Regions from separate parts of the Mus musculus genome. Here all the other regions are linked to region 3. A link is a contact called in public Hi-C and HiChIP or PLAC-seq data. All regions are on one chromosome and are shown on one strand. The core of a region is the stretch at or near the end of the contact, and the rest is flanking DNA. Distances in the headings are between cores, read along the strand shown.

Region 1 (3,297 bases), core at 4-2,503, 160 kb after region 3:
AAGTAAGAAATCTACTCAGCCCAGTGTGGTTGCTCGCAAATGTAATCCCAGCAGATGGGAAACTGAGGCAGGGGATCCCCACAGTTCCTGCCAGCCTGGGTTATGGGAGAAGTGTCTAATTTCCTAATGGACCTAGGTTCTTTTGGTCTTATGTTTAAATTCATGAGTCTTAAATATTTCTGGAATATTCTATGTGTTTTCCACCTAGGTAGGTAGTAGTTCGCACAACACTGTCTCTTTTCTTCTGATGAAGGTGACAGTGGAGACTGTGATAGTGAGCGTGTGCAGTCTCCACTTTTCTGTTAGAGGCAGAAGGATCTTGGACTCAAGGTCACCTTCTGCTATACAGTGAGTCTGGGATCAGCCTGGCCTCCATGAGATTCTCTCTCTCTGAATAAAGAGAAAGGAAAATTTAAAGGGCAATAAGTGAGCCGGGCAGTGGTAGCACACACCTTTAGTTCCAGCACTTGGGAGGCAGAGGCAGGTGGATTTCTGAGTTCGAGGCCAGCCTGGTCTACAGAGTGAGTTCCAGGACAGCCAGGGCTACACAGAGAAACCCTGTCTCGAAAAACCAAAAACCAAACCAAAACAACAACAATAAAGGTGATAAGTGAACAGCCAGGGGGGAAATAGTAAGCCTGAAGGAGTCCCAACTTCAAGTCTTCAAGCTCCTGTGTCCTGTGATGCTGAGGTCTGCTGTCTCTGAGAAGCCTCCTGAGAGATCTTTTCGGAATTTTAATGGCTTTGGAGATTAATTTAGAGCCTATCATACCCTAGGCCAGCACTCCACCACGCAGCTACACACAGACCTATTTATGTATTTGCTTATTAAAATAAGCGCGTTAAGTTGCCCAGGTAACCGCAAACGTGATCCTTCTGCCTTAGCGGGAGCTGTCTTGTGCCCGATCTTTGAGGACTAAGGTTTAAATCTAGTTGGTGATTATTCCGTGTGTGTGTCATGTGTGTAAGTGTGTTATATGAACTAGTTGATGATTATTGCTAGTGTGTGTGTGATGTAAGTGTGGTATATGAATGCATGGAGTAGAAGTCTGTTTGTCCGGCGTGTCTGTTGGGTGGAACAGTAAGCAGTTTCCCAGAGCAGTGTCTCCGTGCTTCTCTGAAGCCCAGCGCTGGCCCAGCAATGCCGCAGGATGAGGGCAGCAAACTCCCTGAGTTTCGCCTCCCTGTCGGCTGTGCCCTGAGGTGGGCAGAACGCCGACCAACAGAGGTCAGCAGGCAACTTTGCGAGCTCCTTCCAAGGTGGGGTCTAGGAACCAAAATCACGTGATCCCTGAGCCACCTCAACAGCGCGTCTTCGTGGATTGCTGCGGAGGTTTCACCGTGCGGGGAATGGTCCTGGCTATTATGGAGAGTAACTCAAGTCTCCAACCCTTGCCTTCTCCTGAGACACTGGAGATGGCAGTGAATGTTTCAAGTTTCTGATTAAGGCCTGGGCTTTCTGACAACGATCGATCCCCCATGCTGAGCCTCTAGGCGCCTGCGCAGGAGTGGCCTCATTAAGAACAAGAGACACCTACTCCTAACATTCCCAAATTCTTACGGTTTCATCTCTCTGGCAGGAACAGGGTCAGAGACAAAATGTCCCATCTTATTATAGGTGGAGAAGGGGATATTCTGTTTCACTAAAGAACTTCAGTGAACAGGGAATCGGAGCATCCCACCCAGGCGGCTGAGGCAGAAGGCTTGTTAGGAATTTTTTAGGTCAGCCTGAGCTACAAAGCAAGTCTGAGGTCACCCAGGGCTACAGAAGAAAGGCCTTGCATTAAAAGTAAATAATCAAATACATAAAATAAATGAATTAGCTTAATTAAAAACTTCTGAGCTCATTTAATTTTTAATGGAATTTCAATCTTAAAAAGTGGTTTGCAGAATAATTTGTATCACTTATAAAAGTTTAGAATAACACTATACAGGACTCATGTGTGTAAAACATTTATGCATACACACCGAGTGTAGGGCGGTGGTTTTCTTTAGGAAAGGAGGGGTTAAATGAATTGGGAAGGCTTAAACTCATACTGGCAAAAATCCAGAGGCAAAATGACTAAAGATTCATCATTGTAAGGGCTGGCTTATGTGCATCTGTGGAATTTTATGTGGTTCTTAGTGGTCTTTCATATGCCTTGTTTGCTTCATGTTTAAAATGTTAGAGATGGGGTAGAGAGACCTCAGTGGAGGAGTGCACACTGGTCTTGCAGAGGACCTGAGTGTGATTCCCAGCTGCCACGTGGGATGGCTCACAGCCACCGGTAATTCCAACTCCAGGGTGATCTGACACTTCTGGCCTATATAGGTAGGCACCTGCACACATTCACACACACACACACACACAATTTAAAATAAAAATAATTAAAGATCTTTGCCTGTGTGACTAAGGCTCCCAGTGACTCCTGCTGACCCACGAAGCCTTGGGTACTCACACAGTCTCCTCTGATGTTGACATGGGGCTAGAGTTCATTAATGTATCTAAGGGCACCTGATATTGACAGGACTGCAGTTCCCTGGCATATCAAAGGGCGTCTCTTCAGAGATTGCTTTCTTCTGGTTGCCGGGTGGGGCAGTAACAACCCAAGATTCATGATCAATTGTCCATGACTGTTGCTAAGCTGAGTAGAGCCAACGAAAGCCAAGGGAAACACACGTGTGTCCAGGTCAAACTTTCAGTCTAAAGCTCACCGACTGTGAACCGAGATTTAACCCTTTCCAACAGTACAGGCTGTGCTCTGAAATAAATTCCTTTTCATCTTGTGTGCTTTAATGAAATAACAGAATAGAATATGGAAACAAGGGCCACTAGTACAGGTGCCCAGAGGCAGTAACACATCCTTGTAAAGTGAGATTTCAAGAGAGAGAAGAACAGGCCAGCACCTGGGCAAACATACACACCCAAACAGGCACTTTGTCACAGAGACAGAAAGAGAGAGAGACACACACACACACACAAACACACAAGTACACACACATACAAACATACACACAAACACATATATATACATACACATATACGAACACACATACACAAACACACACCACACAGGGCCATGAGCTGGGAGGACGATGGTGTGACCTAGTGAGTCAGAGGAATGAAAGAAACTGTCAGGATTGGGGTGTGCAAATCTCAGGCCATGGAGCAAAATAATTTTCATTTAATTTTGTTGTGTATGTAACTACAGCAGCAGATTCAATGTGAGATAGAGTTTTTGACTTACTAAGGAGGATATGAGCATCTTAGTTCTTTTCATATAGCCAAGCTGGGCTGTGGAGAAGAACTTGGATGAG
Region 2 (2,946 bases), core at 98-2,597, 200 kb after region 3:
AACTTTAAATTTAAGGGATGTTAATCATTGTCCATTTTCTATTCAGTAAAACACAAGAAGTTGATTGGCATTTAGGCAAAACAAAAGTAGAAGAAAATGAAGGCCTTTTATTGGAATGGTTTTAGTTTTGTACACGGTAGGTAGGAAAGTCTGTACTACTGTCCTCTGATTGGCTCTAAACAAGATCCATTCTGCTCTTACTAACACAGAACTTATTGTTTTAGTGATGTAGAAGATCTTTCCCATGGGTTTATTTTAACATTTAATACAAATCTGACTTGCTAGGAGGTTTATAGAGATTTCTTAGCCCTTCCTGCTTGACCGACACAGATCAGCCTCAGTGGAGCTGTCCTTGTGGTACCAGATGTAGCTCAGTTGCTAACTGCTGACCTAGTACATACAGAGCCTCAGCCATCCTCAGCCATCCTCCTCCATCTTCAGCCAGCGTCGAGTAAGTGGGTGTGCCAGTACTGTAATCCCAGTACTTGGAAGGTAGAAACAAAGGACAGGAAATTCAGGGTCATTCTTGGGTAGGTTTTAGGCTCCTCCTCCCCCAGTCCCTATTAAAGAAATAACAGAAACAAACAGAATCTTGTCTTTGAAACGTTACTGATGAAACAAGCAGAAATAGGTACATAGTCATATAAACAGTTTGCTTATAAAAATCAATATATTCATACACATATATACCTTTGCTTGCCTGCTTGGAGTACCACCATATCTTTAAAATAAAAGCCATGTTTATAGAGTACTGAGTTTAAATATCTACAAATACAGATATAGACCTAACTCTTTCTAACCCTGTACCTGGTACCTAGAGTCTCTACGATTGACAAGTTTGTGCTGTATCCCACCTCACCTGCTCATTCATCAGTCTGTCTTCCTTTCTTACTTTATCTTCACTGAGTTGCAGACCTGCGTGGTTTCCATCCCCAAGTTCTTTACAGTGTAGTGTGTTTAGAGCTCAGCATGCACTGAAGTGTACTGTGCCAGGCTTAGCATAGCAAGCTGGGGGTGGTGATGTGGAGTAGCATTGCAGCCATTGGGAAACTGAAAGCGTGGGATATCTGTTGCCTGAGAAATTCAAGGTAACCTAGGCAACATAGTGGAAACCTGCCTTTAAAAACAAGTTTTAAGCATGCTACTTGTAGAATTTGACAGGTGTCTGCCCCTATAAGCTGAAGGCCCTTAAGTACAGAACAGTTCTACCATCCTGGAGAGAGCCTCGTGCTCTCGAGAAGAATACACTAATCCTGAATTGATTTACTCTAGACTACTGTGTGTGAGAGTAGAGCAGCCCAAGACAGTCAGCGTCCAGCAGGACTCTAGCCAGACGCAATGGTGCATGTCTGTAATCCTAGCTCGCAGGAGACTGAGGCATGGAAATTTTGTGAGTTAGAGACCTGTGCTGTCTATGTAGTGAGTGACAGGGCAGCCAGGGCTACAGAGCAAGACCCTGTTTTAAAACCCAACAAACAGTCCCCTGCATTCCTTAGTTATTAAGGAGCACTGACTGAGATTGCTGGATGTTTGTTTTCAGTGTTTATTTTTACTGCCTGACAGTGTCACAGTTTCTGGTGTACGGCGGTCCTTCCTCCTCCAGTATTCTCTTGTTCTTTCCCCATTCCTGCTGAGCCCTTTCTTCCCAGCATCCCTCTCTCCTCTTTCTGTGTGTGCCTGGGTGTGACCCACTGGTTTTCCTGAGTTGTTTGCATGAGCCTTTTCAGACGCATGCGCTAGGCCCACTGTATTTCAGTCATACCTGGGTGAGAATGTTAAATGCCGTGTTTCCCCTTTGTGGAAATGCTCTTGCAGCCCTTCCTCTCCTGCTACTGTGCTTGTGTTCTGTGTAGTAGAGCCTCCATTTCTCTCCTAGCATTTGACTACTTCCCATGTACCACGAGGGCTCTTGTGTCCCTCCCCAGGCTCAGCCTCACACAGCTGTTGCCAGTCCCTGCTCTTACAGTGAGAGTGATGTGTGCTGGCCTGGGCTGGAGGTGGGTATTTCCTCGCTCACATCCTCTTGCCAAGCTCTTACACAGAATTCCTGTGAACTTTCCTCACCGCTGTTTCTCCATGTCTAAGAGCTGGGCTGGAAAGGGTCCGACTCTCAAATAGGTGACTTTTCTTTTCATTTGTAATAAGATAAGGTCAAGACATGTGTCTTGTTATAATTATATAGCCTTGTTTAGTTCGTTTTTGGCTTTAACATGCTTTAATAAATGGAAGACTAGTTTTCTTGCATTGAGATTTGACCAGTTTAACTGGATTTTTCCTACAGTGGTGAGGGCTTCAAGCAGTAGTAAAAAAAATCAAAAATATTTTTGAAAATTCAAATTCATCCATTATTTGCTTTGTGTTGTGTGTCACTGGTGCAATTATTTAAAGATTATAAAAATCAATGCTAGCCTTTAAGCTGATCATTTTTTTTAAAGGTTAAGGATGCCCTGAGAATCTGGATGATCTAGAAGCCCCTCCTTGGGAAGTGAGTGTGCACATCAGATTCTAGGGTGTGTTTTCATTATCTGTTCACCTTTGAGACCTCAAGGAGAAATTCTTGTCTGAAGGAATTAGTTATTAAGAGTAATGGACATTATTAATACTGGGAAATATTAAAAAAAATTAAACTCACGGTGAAAAGAAACAACATGTTCTGTTGCTAGGAGAATATTTCCCAGTGCTGTAATTTGATTTTTCTGGCACCCTAAAGATCATAAGACCTCTTTAATTTTACATTGTTGCAGAATCTTAAATTTAAGGTTGAGTTCCACTTTGTAATGATTTGAAACAGAATAGTTAATGCAGATTTTAAACATTTCTTTCCTTTAAAGCTTTGTGTCTTGTACAATGTGAGTTTGCCAAATTCTCTTCATCTGCTACAGATTAGGTATGCCATTGCTGCTGCCATGTGGCGGCGCCCCGTGCTTCTTAAACGCACTGACTGGA
Region 3 (3,130 bases), core at 179-2,678:
CGTTGGGCATTTCATCTAAGATCCCTCCCTCTGGGGACCTCTGTGGTTAAATTAAGGAAAGGCTAGAAGCTGAGGAGGAGGGTGACCCCATAGGAAGACCAGCAGTCTCAATTAACCTGGACCCCTAAGATCTCTCAGACACTGAGCCACCAACCTGACAGCATACACCAGCTAATATGAGACCCCAACACATAAACAGCAGAGGACTGCTGGGTCTGGACTCAAGAAGATACACCTAACCCTGGAGCAGCTTGAAGCCCCAGGGAGTGAGGAAGTTTTCTGGGATGGGGGGTTGTGGGGACATCCTCTTGGAGAGGGGGAAGGAGGAATGGGATGAGAAATTGTCAGAGGTCAAACCCGGAGGGGGATAACTACTAGACTGTATTTTTAAAAAGGAGCAAAGAATGATGATAATAATAAAAAATACAGAAAACAATCTGTAACCTGAATCATTTTTATGTATTGTTATAACTCCTGATGTTAGATTGAAAACAATATTTTTGTACATATGCCCGAAGCTTTATTAAGTGCTGATTAAACACCTATTAACAGGTGTCCATTGCCGCAGACCCTCTGGGCCTCTTTGTCTGTGTGGAACCGGTCTCTAGTCACGGGTGGGCAAAGCGTCGGATGAATTGACAGATGCACACAGGAGAGGTTGTGTAGAATCTGAATGTAATTTGTCAAATCGAGCATCAAACTTTTTATACAGAAGACAATAAGGAAGTTGGGTGACATACTCGCAAGGTACAAAGAGGTTACTGGATTCTTACATAAAACAGAGGAATGCAAACACAGAAGGTCTAACAGGAACCACCTGGGATAGAATTCATTGTTAACAACTGGGATCAACAAGGGCTCCACCTAAGATTCACTTAATCTTAGAAGCCAGGGTCAAGGGCTTCGTGCCCTTGCCATAGTTCCTATTTTAGTCTATTGTATAGTCCACCTTCCCCTTAGGCCATTGTAAATACCTGTGTATGGGTGTAACTCAGCTATAGTTCTAAGTATCTATTCTGGTTTCTCCTTAGGTCTGAAACTTCCTTCTTCCTAGGTGATGGTAAATTCCTGTGTAGGGCAGTGACCTAGCTTTTATTCAAAGTGATAGTGTAGTACCAGAGGCAATTCTGAATGTCACTGAATAGCAACATTCTTACTGAGTTCCAAGCCCATGGTCTTGCTCAAGGACTTTCTAGGACTGTTGGAACACTGGCAAAGGCTTTAGCTATGTCAGAATTCAATCTTAAAAGGCACTTATAATAGGATAATACTAAAAGAGAGCACGTGGATCCATACACTAGACTAACGCGGGAATGGAAAATTGATGTATGGGTTAGAGAGAACGCCAGACTCTAGGAGTGAGTCTCTGTGAAACTCTTCTGCCTCGTGGGTAGCTTCCAAGCCTCTCGGCCTGTCAAGCTGACTCGACCAGAGTGCGTGGCAGTCCATCTGAGCTGGCGAGATGGCTCAGCTGATAAGAGCACTGATTGCTCTTTCAAAGGTCCTGAGTTCAAATCCCAGCAACCACATGGTGGCTCACAACCACTTGTAATGAGATCTGACACACTCTTCTGGTGTGTCTGAAGACAGCAACAGTGTACTTATTAATAATAATAGTAAGTCTTTGGGTTGGAGCAAGCAGGACCTGAGCAAGCAGGGCTGACCAGAGCGAGCGGAGTTGACCAGAACGAGCAGAGGTCCTAAAATTCAATTCCCAACAACCACATGAAGGCTCACAACCATCTGTACAGCCACAGTGCACTCATATACATAAAATAAATAAATCCTTTTAAAAAAAAAGAACCCCATAAGTTTAGAAAAATGTTTTTAAAACAAAACAAAGCAGGTGTGCATTTAAGCACACTACATAAAGCAGGTTCTTCCCAGCTTTTGACACTACTTTTCCACGCCTAAGCCAATTTATGTCGGGCTGCAAGGACAGACAAAGCAAGCTATCTTTTGGCTACAGCCACATAGGTTGCTTCTGAGCACAATAATGATGTCAGAAGCAAAATGGGTTCAAAAGGGGACAAATCAGCTGATTTACTCTAAAGCAAAGTAAGTAAGACAAATGGAAATGTGAGATGCTCCTGCCTGCCTGCCTGCCTGTCTCTGTTACTTTACCTGTGTTTAGACTGGGTCTTGCTGCATAGTCTGACCTGGAGCTCATATTCTTCTTGCTTCGACTTCCTGAAAGCTAGGACCACACAAACACGCCTATGCAACCACACTCATTTTCTCCCACCTTTTAAGTATGCAAATGTGCACCTGTACCTGGGTATTTCTGAGCTGGGTCACTTGCCCTGCTAAGTAGAGGGCTGCTAAGGCTGAGCTACGGTGGCTCCCGGAGAGCCCTGTGCAGAGAGATGTAACAAAAGCAAAGAGAACCTCCTGCCAGGCACAGAGGTGAACTCGACCCTAACAGTGAATTGGGTTTTCAGTTCTGCGTTTGCCTGCTGCACTATTTTGGCAAAGTCAGAGGCTCAGTGGGGTATATGTGCTACACCCAGAACTGGATCAAACAGCTTGATTTTTCCATACCTACAAGATATGAAACAATAAGTTGGTGGAAGAGGAAGGTGTGGCCTGGAGTCACAGAATCCTGCTACCCTTGAGACAGGACTGGTGGTTCAGTCTAGCTGCTAGTTGACAGAGTTATTGGGTCTTCCATAGATATACCTGAGCATCCAAGGCCCTGCTGTACATCGCTCTAAGTCAGAATCAGCACCATAATGTGGCTTCATTAATGAGTTTCTGTGGATCAAAACTCTCAAGCGGCTCAATTTTAGCTTTGCAGTTTTTAACTTGACTGCTGTCCCAACGTACAGCTACACTAATGTAATAGTTTCAAGTTTCATAGGAAGTTCACAGCTCCCGAGTCCCCGGTCTTGGGTCCTAGGTCCTGGTTCCTGACTCCTGGCTCTGCCCTTCTCCTCGGGACTAACAGCAGCACTGCTCTTGATGACCCAGTCAGTGAAATGTTTTCATCAAGTGTGAGCTTCTCTGGTGAATGACCAGCAAACACAAATAGCACTGACTTGGGGCCATCCTCAGCCATCATCCCATGTGGACCTTCCCACTTAAGATAAGAGACATGCGACCTGCAGGAGCTGCCTACCCAAAGGTGGCA

The links. A called contact is a pair of places that touch in the nucleus more often than the background predicts. HiChIP or PLAC-seq counts read pairs in DNA pulled down with a chosen protein or histone mark.
Region 1: an H3K27ac HiChIP or PLAC-seq map of embryonic stem cells shows a contact between it and region 3, with 22 read pairs. The contact joins two enhancer-like sites. A contact is called at or near these places in 1 of 15 datasets of contacts at CTCF or cohesin (the NIH/3T3 cell line), 2 of 484 Hi-C or Micro-C datasets (both in embryonic stem cells) and 5 of 115 datasets of contacts at active chromatin or transcription factors (bone marrow-derived macrophages and embryonic stem cells).
Region 2: a Hi-C map of embryonic stem cells shows a contact between it and region 3, with 1.7 times the contacts expected there. The contact joins two enhancer-like sites. A contact is called at or near these places in 3 of 15 datasets of contacts at CTCF or cohesin (the NIH/3T3 cell line, large pre-B cells and pro-B cells), 15 of 484 Hi-C or Micro-C datasets (the AML12 cell line, B cells, CD4 T cells and 10 more) and 3 of 115 datasets of contacts at active chromatin or transcription factors (embryonic stem cells and microglia).

What each region holds. Positions count from the first base shown.
Region 1 is chr6:143,142,713-143,146,009 of GRCm38.p6, forward strand. All of the region lies in intron 5 of Gm31108 (predicted gene, 31108), which reads right to left. Among named protein-coding and RNA genes, the nearest start is that of Gm38921, 2.7 kb to the right of the region's middle. Within about 2 kb of position 1,254, at least 35 of the 459 cell types and tissues checked have an H3K27ac peak or open chromatin away from gene starts, as enhancers often do. A contact at or near this core is called in embryonic stem cells, where this site is marked.
Region 2 is chr6:143,189,979-143,192,924 of GRCm38.p6, forward strand. The region is part of intron 4 of Etnk1 (ethanolamine kinase 1); the gene reads left to right. Among named protein-coding and RNA genes, the nearest start is that of Etnk1, 24 kb to the left of the region's middle. Within about 2 kb of position 1,348, at least 42 of the 459 cell types and tissues checked have an H3K27ac peak or open chromatin away from gene starts, as enhancers often do. A contact at or near this core is called in embryonic stem cells, where this site is marked.
Region 3 is chr6:142,985,488-142,988,617 of GRCm38.p6, forward strand. It overlaps a transcript of St8sia1 not described here. Among named protein-coding and RNA genes, the nearest start is that of St8sia1, 23 kb to the left of the region's middle. Within about 2 kb of position 1,429, at least 6 of the 459 cell types and tissues checked have an H3K27ac peak or open chromatin away from gene starts, as enhancers often do. A contact at or near this core is called in embryonic stem cells, where this site is marked.